Linked DNA regions of Sus scrofa: region 1 is linked to region 2. A link is a contact called in public Hi-C data. All regions are on one chromosome and are shown on one strand. The core of a region is the stretch at or near the end of the contact, and the rest is flanking DNA. Distances in the headings are between cores, read along the strand shown.

Evidence for each region. Hi-C and Micro-C count contacts between places; a contact is called where the count stands out from the background.
Region 1: a contact with region 2 is called in a Hi-C map of heart right ventricle, with 4 times the contacts expected there. The contact joins two enhancer-like sites. A contact is called at or near these places in 2 of 5 promoter capture datasets (fetal skeletal muscle and liver) and 2 of 47 Hi-C or Micro-C datasets (heart right ventricle and liver).

The regions. Positions count from the first base shown.
Region 1 is chr13:23,432,828-23,440,230 of Sscrofa11.1, reverse strand. No RefSeq gene overlaps it. Among named protein-coding and RNA genes, the nearest start is that of SCN5A, 12 kb to the right of the region's middle. Within about 2 kb of position 1,725, at least 11 of the 83 cell types and tissues checked have an H3K27ac peak or open chromatin away from gene starts, as enhancers often do.
Region 2 is chr13:23,281,403-23,289,272 of Sscrofa11.1, reverse strand. EXOG (nuclease EXOG, mitochondrial) reads right to left here. Exons shown (of 11, transcript XR_001300113.2): 2 at 6,330-6,479; 3 at 2,073-2,212. It also overlaps the pseudogene LOC100516041. Among named protein-coding and RNA genes, the nearest start is that of EXOG, 6.9 kb to the right of the region's middle. Within about 2 kb of position 2,287, at least 2 of the 83 cell types and tissues checked have an H3K27ac peak or open chromatin away from gene starts, as enhancers often do.

The DNA.
Region 1 (7,403 bases), core at 476-2,975, 150 kb before region 2:
CTCTGTTCGATGTAGACAAAGCAGGGGACCTCTCTAGCTCACCCCCAGCAACCTTCATTCTGGCTCAGTCTCCTTCTTGGCCCGGTGTCCGTCTGCAAGTTTGAATCTTCATTCAGGGTCCAGAAGCCTGGTGGAAGACCTCAGGGAGGACCCAGATTCTCCTGCCCTCTCCTCTCACCTAAGAGGCAGAGGCTCAGGTGGTCCCACAACTGGCTGAAAAAAATTGACATTGCCTGCACTTCCGGCTATGGCCGCTAGTGGGAGATGCTAGCCAACCTGAGTCCCATCTGGGGGCTAGGAGGAGGCAGCAGGACTACCTTCAGTTCATCTGTCTGGCAGCCAGCCATCCTATCAGACCCAGGGCCAGAAAGCGTCCTTTGCCTGAACTTCCCTGTAGACCGGTTCTCTTACTGATTCCCCTACTCTGGGAAGCTGGGTTGACCCAGCTTCTCCTGCAGGCATGGGTACCTCCTCAGTATATATGTGAGGCACCCAGTGATCTCTGGAACCCCACACCCAGATCCCAAATGGAGGATGACCCCCCCCCACACACACACACCGTGACTTCTCCAAAATCCCAATAATGGAGGGGCTGGTTTCAGCCTCTGGGTCCCCAAACACAGCACCTGGGTCCCTCTTAGACCTCAGCACCCATCTTGCCCTCCAAGAGCAATCCTTACCTCTAGGAGCCTTGAATATGCATCGGGAGAGATGAGAAGCCTGCTGGGAAAGAACGTAAAGACTGTGTGTGTGCATGTGTACTGGTACGTGTGCTTTTGTGATGGTTCTGGACGTTAGCCTGTCCCATCCAATGATGCTACTGGTCTGTGAGCAAAAAGCTGGTGGCCTGTTACTTTTCAACAAGGATGTGTGTTCCTGGGTATGTCTCCCTGTGGGTCAGCCTGTGTATGTGAGTGACTGTGCTTGTCAGTGTCTGGTCTTTGCGTGAGACAGTCTTATCTGTGTCAGCATGTGAGTGCCTCATGTGTGTCAAGGTGTAGGTTGTCTTAGTTCAACAGGGTGAAGTGAGTGGGTTTCGGTGTGGGTGTCTCTGGGTTTGTTGGTTGTGTCTGATGTGTTGGTTGTTTCTGTCTGGGTGTGTGTTTCTGTCAGTGCCTGTGTCAGTCTGTGTTTATGTGTCAGTATAGGTGTCTACCATTGTGCAGACTTCTCTGCTGGCTGGCTGTGTATTTGTCTAGAAGCCTGGTTCTGTGTGTGTGTGTGTGTCTCTGTGTCAGTGTGTCAGTGGATGTGTGTCTGAGTCATCCAGGTGTCCCTGAGTTTGTCAGAGTATATCTGCCTCAATGTCTGTGTGTGTCAATGATGTCTGCATGTGTCCGTGTGGGTGTCTGTGTGTCGGTGACAGAGGGTGTCTTCGAGTGTCAGTGTATGTCCCTTTCCTTGGGGGTGGGTGGCTAGGGTAGGGTCCCCAAGTTAGTGAGGATGTGTGCGTGTGTACTCTGCGTGTGCCAAGCTGTGTGCCTGTTCATGTCCGCGTAGGTGGCTAACTGGAGAAGCGTCGCTGGGTCGCTGTGTGTGTACCCCCGCGTGTGCCATGTCTGCACGCGTCTGTCCACGTCCGCGTGGGCAGCTGTCTGTGGCGGGGCGTCCCCGGGTCAGCACCTGGGTGTGTGCTCCAGCGGCGGGTGCCCAGGGTTCACCCTCAGAGCGGGCGGAGCGCCACGTGTGGAGCCCCAGGCTCGTTGCTCTGGGGCGGAGCCAGCCCGGGGCCCCAAGCCCCAGGCCGAGCCCAGGCGGGGCCCGCCCCCGACCCCGCCCCCAGCCCGAGCCCGCGCCGCCCGCCGAGCCCCGGAGCCGGAGCCGAGCAGCGGAGCCGAGACGGCGGCAGCGCCCGTGGGATGCGGGGATCGCGCCCCCGGGGCCGCTGAGCCCGAGCCCAGTACCCTGAGCCCCGCACCAAGCCGAGTCCGAGCCGCAGCCGCAGCCGCCCATCTCGGGGCCCGGGCAGGGGGACCAGCAGGTGAGCAAGCACCCCCACTCCTGGCAGCCCCGGCCCGGCCGGAACCCCCTTAGCCCGCTGCCGCCCAACTTTCCTCCTTGAGGGTCCAACCCTTCAAGCCCTGCGCGCCCCCTCCCCTGCCCTGGGTCCACCGGCAGACTCCCTCCCCATCGCTGCCCCGAGAGTGGGAAGGGGCGAAGAAGGGGCGCAGAGCAGCCTGGCTGGAGGGGATCCCCAGGAGGGGGGCGTCTCTAATCGCCGCGAGCCCCCTCCCCTTCCCTTTCCTTTCGGGTTTCCCAGTGCGCTGTCGAGGGCCGGGGGAGGGGGAGCTGTGGCCCCGGCTTCTCTGCCGACCCTGGTACAGGCTCCGGGAGGGTCTGAGATTGGAACCTGGATTCCTGAGGCCGGAGACCCCAAGGTCAGAGCAGCGACTAGGCGCGCAGCGAGTGTGGTTCCAGAGAGCGGGGGAGTGGGGCGGGAATGGAGGGAGGGGCCATGCACTCCCTTTTTCTGGACCGGGTCTGCTGGAGGTGCCCTCTCTGGGGTGAGATCTCTGCTGGTCCTGACAGGGGACAGATCTCTGTGGGCCCCGAAGGGGGAGATTTATACGGTGTGTCCTATCTCTGTGCGCTCTGATCATGAAGAGATCTCTGTGCCCTCTAACACCTTAAAGGGGACACATCTGATCTCTGTGAGGCTTGCAGGCAGAGAGAGCTCCATGTGTTCTCCACAGAGGAGATTTCTGTGCCCTGGTATGAGGAGAGTTCTTTGCCCTCCTAGCTCTGACTGGGGCCAATCCAAGTGCCCTGACTGACATAGGCCGGCTTTTGGCCTCCTTGTTATTCGATCATCTGATGGCACCCTGGGAGGAAGTGGAGGTGCCTGGCCTTGTGGGGACTGGAAGTATCGAGAGTGCTGGTGGTGGAGGAAATCCTGGGGACAAGGCCCCTGGCCTTAGGCCTGCCTTGCAAACACCTGTTGGAGGCCAGCGCACAGCCGAGGCAAGAAGCCATGGCGGAGGCTGTAGCAGGAGTCATCTCCTCTCCTTAGTGCTTTGAGACCAGCAGGGCTGGTGGGATCAGTCTTCTCTTGAGGTTCCGGGATGGTATTCCGTTCCCCCAGCTGTCTCCTCCCGTCCTCCCATCCTGCTGAGACCCCAGGCACTTCTGCAGGGAGCCTAGACCTCCCATGACCCCACCATGCTGCAGCATGTCCGCCCTCTCCTGATTCCCACCATCCCATCAGATCCAGAGGGACCCTGAGCAGGGGAGGCCCAGGCCCCTGCTGCTGCCCTCAACTCCCCCCCTCCCCATTCGACTTGGGCAGGTGCATGTGAGTGGGCGGCAGTGGAGCTGGAAGGTGGAAAGAGGGTGGCACAAGCTAATAGCTCAAGCCCTGCTGCAGTCACAGGAGCATGAGAGGAGGGGACGGACTGAGTACAGCCAGAGTGCAGAACACAGATTTTATGCTGGAATGGCCAGCTTCGTGCTGAAGTGAACCTCAGTAAAGTTTTAATCTAATCCTCTCATCACCACTACATTGTGCAGGGCAAGAAACTGAGGCTGAGAGCAGGTCAAGGACTTATCCAAGGTCACTTAAAGAGTCAGTGGACTGGAGGCCCCATCAGGGTAAAGATGCTTTGATGTCTACTTTCTGAGAGCCAAACTAACCTAGGACTGACCAAAGAGAATCTGAGCAGAATGGGAACTGACCCGGGGGTGCCACATACCAGTGGCAGCCAGTGTGGCATGGGCAGCTGCCATGCTTTTGGGGTGCTTGGCCCCAACTCCGTGTGTGAAGTTCTTCTGGAAAGTTTCCAGGATCGACTCACTCAGCATGAAGATGGAGCTTGGAGGAGTGGTGAGAATTACCAGAGGCAGCTGGGAGTTGGGGAGCACAGGAGGCTGGTGCTCAGGAAACCCAAGGAGAAGGGAGGCCTGAGGGCAACCTGGGCCAGTGGTAAATGGCAGTCTCTGTTCTGTTCATGGGAGGCTGGTTCCTGCTCACCCTTGGGAAGGTTATTAGAAGAGCATGCAATGACAGTAGTGTGTCCCCATAGCCCACCCAAAAGAGGAGTGATTGCCTTTGGCCAGGAGAGTCAAGGGTATCTATCTAACAAAAATAACTTTCCACCTGGGTTTTGAAGGATGAGTAGGAGTTTTCTAGATAGAGACCATGCAGTCCAGCCATCAGGACAAGCATGTACAAAAGCACCACGATGTGAAACAGTATAATTGTTCAGTGACTTGCTGGGTCCTATGGTATGAGAAAGAAGAGTATAAGCTAACATCAAGGTCACAGTCATGGGGGCCCTTGTGAGCTCCGCTCAGGAATTGGGAATTTATCCTCAGTAATGGTACTAAAAATAGCTAACATTCACTGAGTGCTTTCTGCCAGCCAGGCATGGCACTAAGCACTTTATAAGACTCATCTCACTGAATCCTTGCATCAACCCTGGAGGCAGAGACCATAATAATGACCAGTTTGCAGACAGTGAAACTGAAGGCCCAGGGAGGTTAAGTAACTTGCTCAGTGTTACACATCTACTAAGTAGCGGGACCCCAGGTGTCAGTATATCTACCTTGCACTATACCACCTCTCCAGGGCAGACCTTGGATGCCAGCAAAATTTTTTAATTTGAAGGAGAGGAACCAGAAGGTAACCACAGGTGATAGAACCAGCTTCCTTCCCTGTTAAGGAATATGCCACTCTCCCACCCCCAACTTCACTTGCTCACTGAGGTTTACTGCTATAGCCTAACACCATGAGAAGGGGGATGGGCACATGGAGTTTGGGTTGGCAAACCTGATGCAGAACAAGGAGAAGGTGATGGATTTTTCGGGGGCTTGATCTGAACCTGTAGTACTTCCAGGGAGATGTCACCATCCAGCAGTCAGTTGGAGGGAAGGGTCCCGGGTTCAGAAAGGAGGGCTGGACTAGAGGTAAAAACTTGGAATTATCTGTAGAAGCTTGTCCTTGGAGCCATGACAGTGAATTAGATTGCCTAGTAAGAATGCAGACCTGTGGTTCTCTGCCCTGGAGGATTAGCATCACTTAGAAAGGGGTTTATTTCTTTTTGTTTTGTTTGTTTTGGGGCTACACCCACGACATGAGGAAGTTCCAGGGCCGGAGTTGAACCCACACTGCTGCAGCAACACCAGATCCTTCGCCTGCTACATCACCAGGGGAGTCTAAGAAAGTGGTTTAAACAAAACAAACCTATGCCCAGGCTCCATCCCCAGAAATTCTAATTGATTTGACTCTGGGTTGAGGCCTTGGTATCAGTATTTTTGAAAGCACCCAGGTGGTTCTCATGCTGAGAAGAGGGCTGAGTCCAGAACCCTGAGGCACTCCAATATCAAGGCCGGAGAAGTCTGCCAAGGAGGCTGGCAAGGAGCAGTCAGAGAGGTGGGAGGACAGCGAGGAGTGGGAGGTGTCACAGAAAGCAAGGAGGGTGCATGTCCTGGGAGTCTCCTGCTTCTATTGAGAGTCTAGAAGATATGTTCTGAGACTTTCTTAGATAGATTAAAAAAAAATGCATAATTTAAAAATGAGCAATGACGGCGCTGGTGACAACAGAAATTTCCCTCTTGGCACCCACAGAATGTGGTGCTGGGTGCAGATGAATTGTTGATGGATGAATGAGTGAATGAATGAATGAATGAATTGGTGAGAATGGAATCCAGTTTGGAGTGGGTTGAGAAGTGAGCAGGAGGTGAGGACGTGGAGATAGCATGTGTAGACAGCTCTTTCAAAGAGTTTGATGGTTTAAGAGGGAGGAAAGAGATAGAGGGGAGCTGGGGAGTGGGGTCAAGGGAGGGCTGTAGGGAGAGCCTGGAGTGGACACTGTAGGTGTGTGTGTCCGTGCGGTGTGCCTGCGTGCGTGGGCTTGTGGGAAAGATGCCTATCCCTCACAGGGAGGGCAGAGGGCTCTGAGTTGAACATGCGCCGGTGGGGCCTCAGTTGCTCTGGTTCATCCAGTGGGCCAGTCAGGAAGACCTGGGGTGAAATGACTCTTCCTAGGAAGCTCTGGGAGGGTGATTTTGAAGGCAGGAACTGTGATTCCTGCTCTGAGCAGGGGGCACGAAGGGGAGGGAGCTTTGCCCTGAGGAGAGGAAAGTATTCCAGAACGCGCTGTGTGGGGACAAGATGAGGTGGTCTAGAGCAGGTTTCCAGGAGTAGAGGGGCTGGGCTAGAAGTCCTGTGGCTAAATCCATGAGGGAGAAAGAAGAGAGGCTGGACGCTGCAGGGCGCAGTCTTGGGATGGGGGACTGAGGAGTGATCCTGGGACTCCAAGCCCACTGCCCTCTGCCAGCTCAGTCTGGCCCATGGCAGAGGTCTGAGGCAGAAGTGGTCAGAGAGAGTCTGGATAAGACATTTAGTACCTAATCCATGCCATGGAAGATTCTAGAAACTCTACTGTCCAGATTCAATAATTGCTCTCATAAAGTTGACACATCATTTGGGAAAGACACACTAGATACCACGAAACAAATAGATACAGAAAATGACTTTAGATCATGACCCTTGGTGTGAAGGGAATAAAATAGGGTGATGTGACGGAGAGATGGGAGTGGCTGGACTGGCAGTCAGGAAAGGCATCTTTAAGGAGGAGACCAAACTGAGGCCTGAATAACAAGAAAGAACCAATCCTGAGGCGATCTGAGGCAAGAACATTGTGTAAAGAGGAGGCTGCTAGTGCAAAGGCCCTGAGGCAGAGCCAAAGTCCTAAGCTGGAGTCGAAGGACTGGCATGGGGGTGGAGAGGTTCCCTGCTTCCTTCCACCACCCCTGCTCAGTCGTCAGCCCCTTCAGGCTGCCCCTTTGCTTATGCACATCCTACACCACTCACCTCAGGCTGGCAGCGGTTCCTGGGAATGACACTATATTTAGACACTTTGCTCCTCTCTGTGGGCCTAGAACGTACTGTGTCTTTTTAAGATGATCAATATGGAATGGGTACTATTTATAGAGAACCCACGTCAATTCCTGGGGCCTGGGACCCTCAAATGGGGGAGGGAGACCAGGAACAGGCTTTTGGGGGACAGCCATCATGGCTGGCATAGCATTGGAGCCATCTGACTCCTGGACTCCAACTTGCATCATCTCCCCTGCCAGGCCTGCCTCACCGCATCCCTGCAGAGTCACCACAGCCATAGGCTGAGGAGCTTGGATGCCCATAGCCTTCCTACCTCCAACTTTATTTCCTAGAGGGATATCTGGTGTGCCCTAAGCCCAACAGAAAATTTCATTGTGATTGTCGAAACCAGAGTTTGCTGGGAAGGCTTGCCAATCTCTTGTTCATTCCTCACTTGGTTTACTGCTCTGGATGGGCAGAAAAGGACCCTCAGAGCTACCCCAGGCTCATCTCACAGGCATGAAAGAGAGCTGCCCAGGAGAGAGTAAATGCAAGGTTGGAGTTGGGAGGTTGGCTTCCCCAATAG
Region 2 (7,870 bases), core at 1,038-3,537:
TTCTAAATAAGGACTATAACAAAAAAGGAGTTTGGTGTGCACGTTTTCTTCATAATTTACAAGAGTCAAGCAAATTCATATGAATTAAAAATTTCCAATATAAAGCTAGAAGGCGAATTTTGGTTTTAAGCCTCTGGCACAGAATTTCTCAATAATGGTCAGCTTTTGGGAACACAGTAGTATTTCAGTAGTACAGCACAAACATATTAGTTCAAAAGTGCAAAAAAAAAATTCCTATTCTGAATTTCTGGCCATGTGTCCATTCAAGTCATACTCCTGACCTATAAACAACAGCCTCTGTCACTGAGTTTCCCTTCATTGATCTATACTAACTGCCAAGGCCAGCAAATACCTTCTCCTCAAATAAGCAGTTCTCAACCTTAAATGCACATTGAAGTAACCTAGGAGCTTCAAAAACATAATGCCTGGGTCCTATCCCCTACAATGTCTGATTTAACTACTCTGGGTTACATCTCTGGGCATCAGGATTTTTTTTAAAACATCCCCAGGGGAGTTCCCGTCATGGCGCAGTGGTTAGCGAATACAACTAGGAACCACGAGGTTTCGGGTTCACTCCCTGGCCTTGCTCAGTGGGTTAAGGATCCGGCGTTGCCGTGAGCTGTGGTGTAGGTTGCAGACGCGGCTTGGATCCCACGTTGCCATGGCTCTGGCGTAGGCTGGCAGCTACAGCTCCGATTAGACCCCTAGCCTGGGAAACTCCATTGCTGGGAGCGGCCCAAGGAATGGCAAAAAGACAAAAAATAAAATAAAATAAAATAAAACGTCCCCAGGTTATTACAGTGCATATCTAAGGTTGAGAACCACAAGCCTAATGACAATAATCACCAACAAATCATGCAATAAATGTCAACGTCAAAAAAGACATTCCTCCCCTTTTTTGGCAGAGAAATTATCCTAAATTAAAGGAGCCTAGAGAGATAACTGAATGTAATATGTGATTCATGATCAGGTAGTGAATCTAAAAAAAAGTGGTAAAGAACATAATTGGGACAATTTGGCAAACCTGAATGTAAATTGTCTACTATTGTATAAATATACAAAAACAGGAGTTCCCAGAGGTCCCTTCAAGGTGCAAAGTAAGCAAATCCAACTAGGAGCCAAGAGGTTGAGGGTTCGATTCCTGGCCTTGCTCCGTGGGTCAAGGATCTAGCATTGCCGTGAGCTGTGGTGTGGGTCACAGACTCAGCTTGGATATGGCGTTGCTGTGGTGAAGGCCAGCAGCTGGCCTATTAGAACCCTAGCCTGGGAACCTCCATATGCTGCAAGCAGAGGCCTAAAAAGCCAAAAAAAAAAAAAAAAAAAAAAATATATATATATATATATATATATATGGAGCAAGGGGATTGGCGGCATCTTGGGACATGGATTCGTTCCCCAGCCTGGCACACCAGGTTAAAGATCTGGCGTTGCCGCAACTTTGGCTTAGGTCGCAACTGTGGCTTCGATCTGATCCCTGGCCCAGGAACTCCATATGCCTGGGGTGGCTGAAAATGAAAAAAGAAAAGAGAAGAAAAATACAATTGCACACATTTCTTGGTATAACACCACACCTGACATATATACAAACATCCTTATTCTTAGGCGACACAAGCTCCTGAGCAATCTACTTAGGAATGAAGCATTATGATATCTGCGATTTACTGTCAATGGTTAAAAAAAAAAAATGCTAAGTAAAAAAATGTATCAAGATATATCTGTACTGTCTTCAACTTTCCCACCAGCCAAAATGTTTCTGCTGTCCTCTTTTCAACTTTTTTACAGGTCTGAAATTTTTCAAGATAAAAAAGGGTGAGTAGCTTTGACTCCTGTTGGCTTTCCCCTCCATTCCATAGCATTTAGTTCCCTCATTGGACCTGTTTAAAAATGTCTGAGCATCTGAGCAAAGAAAGGAAGTCAAGTCAGGAAGAAAAATACAAAACAAGGTATGACAATTCTCAAGGTATGACAATTCTCAAGCGTTAGGGTTTGACTCCTAGGTTTTTAACTGCCAAGTCCCACAGTAGACAAAATACCAGCCCCGTATTCCCATCCCTTCCCCAAAATATGCCTACAGATGAGAATTTGTTATTTCCTGCTGGAGCCATGTGGCCTCGTGACCACCCACTGCCAACGTAGTCCTCATTGAAGGCACTGAAGGTTGGAGGGATGTTGGGATCTGGCTTGAATTTACAATGTTTTCTGTCTGCATCACCTGAAGGAAAACACACAAGATGGGTAAGTTGCCAGAGGACAAAAATCCCTCAAGACTCTCTAAACAAGGCAAGCTGCTGGCTGCCAGCTAGTATCTCTCTGAGCAGCCAATACTTAGTGACGGCACCCATGTCTCAAGTTCCAGGGATAGTTCGGATACTAACTCTGAATTTAGTGAGGACTAGTCCAGGAAAGAATGTTTTTCATACAATGCAGCTACCTCATCTACTTTTGTTTCTGGCCTTTCAAGTAAAAGGAAAAAATAACCAGGACAGTATTTATGTAAAAACTGACCAAATAGCTGAGCTGTATAAAAGCTTAGCTACTAAATACACCCTTGCTTTTTAAAAAGACCCCCATGCATTGTATTCTGTACAATGGTATTTGACAGGTTTATATGTACTGAAATAATGGATAAATATAGACACAAAACAATTTGTTCTGGGCAGGCAGAGCCCAGGGAAGGGGGAGAGTGCCTCTGATATCTTGCTTACAGCCTCTTAAGCCATGACAAAATAAACATTTAGTTATGAGCTCAATCCAGAAACTCCTGACACAAAATATCTGGGTGCCACATGAGAGAGACAAAAATCTCAATTTTACTTATATTCTATACCTCCAGAGTAGTCTGCCATGGTAGAAATCAGTGGGTCCCAACACTACATTTTCCACTGTCATTAGGGCAGATCTTGCTAAACTATAAAAATTATGAGGACAAATGGAATATACTTGGGCTGCTACTCAAAAAGTATAAAATGGGCATCCGTATAAAGTGGGGATTCTTGCATCATTTCATTCAATCAAGAAAAATGTTAAATTATCAGACCTCAAGGTTCAAAGTATCTAGCTTTTTAGAACCTCTCCAGTTTTACTTAAAAAAAAAAAAAAAAAACTGGTAATACAGAGAAATACCAGTAAACTTCTGTGTTATTACCATTGGAATTGCTTCCTGGTATGTCTGGTTTTCTTTGCCTAGTGTTCACTGCCCTTGAAAAATCATTCCAAGAGTCTAGGATGAAGACACCTTCCTGGAGAAAGGCTGTAAACTGACTTCTGTCAAGTATTTGGAGCCATCAGCAGTGGAGACTGGCTTTAAGGTTCCTTGATCTATAGAGCTACATGAGTTTGGGCTACAAGTCTGCATGATAGCCAGTGTGTGGCCTCAGCTTCTTTGGAACAAAATTCTTATTTCTTTTTTTTTAATTGTTCTTTTTTTTCCTTTTTTTCTATGGCCATACCTTCGGCATATGGAAGTTCCCAGGCTAGGGGTCAAATCAGACCTGCAGCTGTTGGCCTACGCCACAGCCACAGCCGCGCTGGTTCCGAGCTGCAGATGCACAGCTTGGGGCAATGGTGGGTCCTTAACCCACTGAGCGAGGCCAAGGATCAAACCATATCCTCGCGGGGAATGTCGAGTTCTTAACCTGCTGAGCCACGACGGGAACTCCTTTATTTTCCTTTTTGACCCTCCTTTGCTCAGTGCCAAGGCAGCCTTCTCTGTACTTCCCTATGGTGAGCAGGCAGGTTAGATCTAGTTCACCCTTTCCTGAGGATGTGGCCCTCTGGGGTTCCAGGGTAATATGGGAAGGGTCTCCCATAAGCCAAACTGCCTTCTGTGAGTCCTAGACTTTGCCTTCAGCCCCCTTCACACCATTAAGACTGCGGAACAAAAGGCAATGTGGCTTCAGTTTACCAGCACTGCCCTTACCCTTCTGGATTCTGGAGTTCCCCCAAATAATGGCCTGGCAAATCTCTACTATCATGGTAGCTCTTCGTGTTGTTAATTTTTTTTTTTTCCCCTACAAGCTTTTTTCGGTGGGGGAGGGTAGAGCACACCTGCAGCATATGGAAGATCCCAGGCCAGGGATCAAACCCACACCAGAGCAGTGACCACATGCGATCCTTAACTGCTGCACTACAAGAGACTTCCTCTATATACTTTTTATATACTAATAAAATTTCTTGGTTTTAGGCATTCTCTGTGGTATAGCAGGTTAAGGATCTGGTGGTGTCTCTGCGGCAGCTCCAGTCACTGCAGTGGCATGGGTTCGATCCCTGGCCTAGGAACTTACACATGCCGCAGGTGCAGCCAAAAAAGACTTAAAATTAAAAATAACAATAATAAAAGATCAGCTTCTGCTTGTGTAAATTTTTTTAAGAGAGAAATGTTTTAAAAAATTTTAGCAGAGGAGTTTAAATCTAAATAACTTTGTCATTACTAAAAACTTTAGATGCTTTACCCTAAAATCAAGTAAATCACAGGTATATTGCTTCCTGCTTTCAAATAATATTCATTAGCTCTATTTTACCTCCTCAAAATTATACAGTTCCCAGGATTTACAATATAAAACACAGTGCCTTTCTTAAATGCCTCTGAAAATGGTAACTTAATAGCAAGATAAAATGAGTTAAGCTGGAATTCCATCTTGGGATCATTTTTGCATTTAAAGGAAACTTACCAGGCTTGAGACTAAATCAAGTGAGTTTCTCTTGATGTAAATTTATAATCCAGTCTCACCTGCTATGAGTTTACCCTTACATCAGTTTCCTTCCAACAGCAAGTACATTCCCAGCCTCCTGCTATTCTGCTGGTTGATGTGTACTCCATAAAGGCACTCACTCATCTTAATAACAGCATTTTTTTTTAATTTTTAAAAAAATTTTGGGGGGCCTACACCACAGCCACAGCAAGGCCAAATCCGAGCTGTGTCTGCAACCTACACCAACATCAGCATTTTAATACATTTAAAGATAGCATGCCTTGTAAAACAATGAAGAAGTCATCTGTGGGCCATATTGCAAATTAAAAGGCAAATAACCAAATAGGGATAAGAAAACTATAACAAAAGTAATATCCTGAATATATAAAAGAACTCCCACAAAATTCAAAGAAGAATATCCCCATTGAAAATGGCAAAGAATTGGAGTTCCCGTTGTGGTGCAGTGGAAACAAATCTGACTAGAACTGTGAGGTTGTGGGTTTGATCTCTGGCCTCGCTCAGCGAGTTAAGGATCCGACGTTGCCTTGAGCTATGGTGTAGGTCACAGATGTGGTTCCAATCCCAAGTTGCTATGGCTGTAATGTAGGCCGGCAGCTATAGCTCTGATTAGACCCTAGCCTGGGAACCTCCATGTGCCATGAGTGTGGCCCTAAAAAAAAAAAAAAGAAAGAAAATGGTAAAGAATAAATCACAAAGAATAATTCTCAAAATATTAACCCTTACTGGTAACCAATAAACACAAATAAAATCAACTAATAAATTGGTAAAGTGCAATAATGCTCATTATGGTTGAGGCCTGGGAGAGAGAGAACAAATAGTGATGGTGGGAGCACAAACTGGAAATGGTCTACACTGAACGTCAAGACCTGGCCACCCTCACTACAGGGAAGCAAGGCAGGACGACACACAAACAGACTCACACATCTGCACACCTCTCGTCTCATTTCACATCACGTGCTCCCTTGCTCCTGCCATGCTGGCCTTCTTTTAGTTTCCTAAAGGAACAAAATTCTTCACATCGGGGCCTTGAATGATGCAGCCATGCTTCTCTTTCTCTGCCTGGAATGCTTGTCTCTGTATCCTGCTGCCCACCCTACTCCTCTGCCTGGGTAATCGCCATCCTTCAGGCCACTTTCTCAGAGAAGACTCGCTAATCAGCATCAAGTTCTCCGACCCTATTCTTTACTGTTCCTTAATTATACTAACCCAACTTGCAATCACTCTGCCTTCAGCACAGTAATTACCAACTGTAATTAGGCCTGGGAGTGGAAACCATCTACTCTGGTCACTAATATAACCCCAAGGCTCAGCACCGTGCCAGACACATGGGAGACACAAATATTTGTAGAGGTGATGAACAGCATGAGTGGTGCTCGCTGTAATGTTTATGACAAATCCTCTAATTCATGTGTCAAGATACAGATCCTCTCAGCCCCTGAGACAGCCTGAAGGGTCTGGGGCTCCCTGGCTGCCAGGCAGGGTCCATCTCTTTAGTGAGCCACACAAACATCTTTCCTAAGGTGCTGTAATGTAAAAAAAGGCTGAGATTATTAATAACCCTCCTTGTTCTAAATTTGGAAGCATTTTTCATCAACGTCTTTGCTTCTAACCACCTACCTGTAATCTTGCTCTTGGATATATGTTCGAGAACCCATCTAGGCACCCGCTTTGACTGATCATAAGATAAGGCATGATTAGTATAACACCTTGTCTCTGTTCCAGTTAATGGGAATCCAAATTGTTCCAAGAGAGCCTTTTCTGAAGAACCTAAAAATGAAAAAAGGGGTGGGCAGGGGTGGGGGGGGAATAACAGTTAGTGACTCTTATCAGGAACAAGACTGTAAGGAAGAGGGGTAAGTCTTACAAAGGACTGGCTCAAAGGTTTAATCAACCAGATCTCATTTTTACAATGACTTACAATGCAAAAAAAAGAGACAGCAGCTAAAATACTGGTTTTGTCTATAATCAGTTGTACAGGTCTAGCCAGGTAAACTGTAGCTATTTCATTAACTGTCAAATAAGGACATGAGGAGTTCCCACTGTGGCAGGGGTTAGGAATCCGACTGCAGTGGCTCGGGTCACTGCAGAGACAGAGGTTCCATCCTTGGCCCTGAGCAGTGGGTTAATGGATCCAGCAATGCCACAGCTGCGGCCTAGGATTCAGTCCCTGGCCCAGGAGCTTCCATATGCTGCAGATGTGGCCACCAAAAAAAATTAAAATAAAAATAAGGACCTGATCCTCCTCCAGGGAGGTTCCTTTAAATGAGAGCCAGCTGGCCGGGGCCTCCATTTACATCTGAGCAATACCTGCAATTGAGGTTTCCTCCCGGAGGCAGCTGCCTGTCAGCATGGCTCAAACCTTTGTAAACAGCAGAATCCAGCCTGGGAAGGTGGTTTTCATCAAGCCCACCTGCCCCTACTGCAGAAGGACCCAGGAGCTCCTCAGCCAACTTCCCTTCAAAGAAGGGCTTCTGGAATTTGTCGATATCACAGCCACCAGTGACACCAACGAGATTCAAGATTAACTGCAACAGCTCGAGGGAGCCAGAACGGTACCTTGGGTCTGTATCGATAAAGAGTGTATATATGGATGCACCGATCTAGTAAGCAAGCACGAGAGGGGAGCTGTTGACCCACCTGAAGCAAATTGGAGCTCTGAAATAATTACAGCAGAGCAGACCCCAAGCTGATAGGCCCCTTGAGAGCTGGATGGCACTGCAGATAATGACAGCACTTCCTGGTGGATGGACCCAGGACTACCTTCGCTCAGCTGCAACAACTGTTTACTTATAATTCTGAAATGTGCTAACCCAAATAATTGGGGGGGGGGGCGCGGATTTGGGGAGTCCAAACCAGATTTTTCTTCTGACTCCATATTAAAAGTGGATCGACTTGCCCCAAACAGGTCTGAGAAGTCCGATGGATGTCTTGGGTTTCTTGTGGATTGGCCCTTTGGGTCCAAAAGACCATGACAAGTTATGGCTTAGGATTCACTCATTAAACCCAAAGATGTTCCTTACACATACGTTTGCAAGATGTTTTTTATTTTGTTTTTTGTTTTTGCTTTTTAGGGCCGAACCTGTGACATACAGAACTTCCCAGGCTAGGGGTAGAATTGGAGCTGCAACCAGCTGCCTGTCCATGCCACAACCACAGCA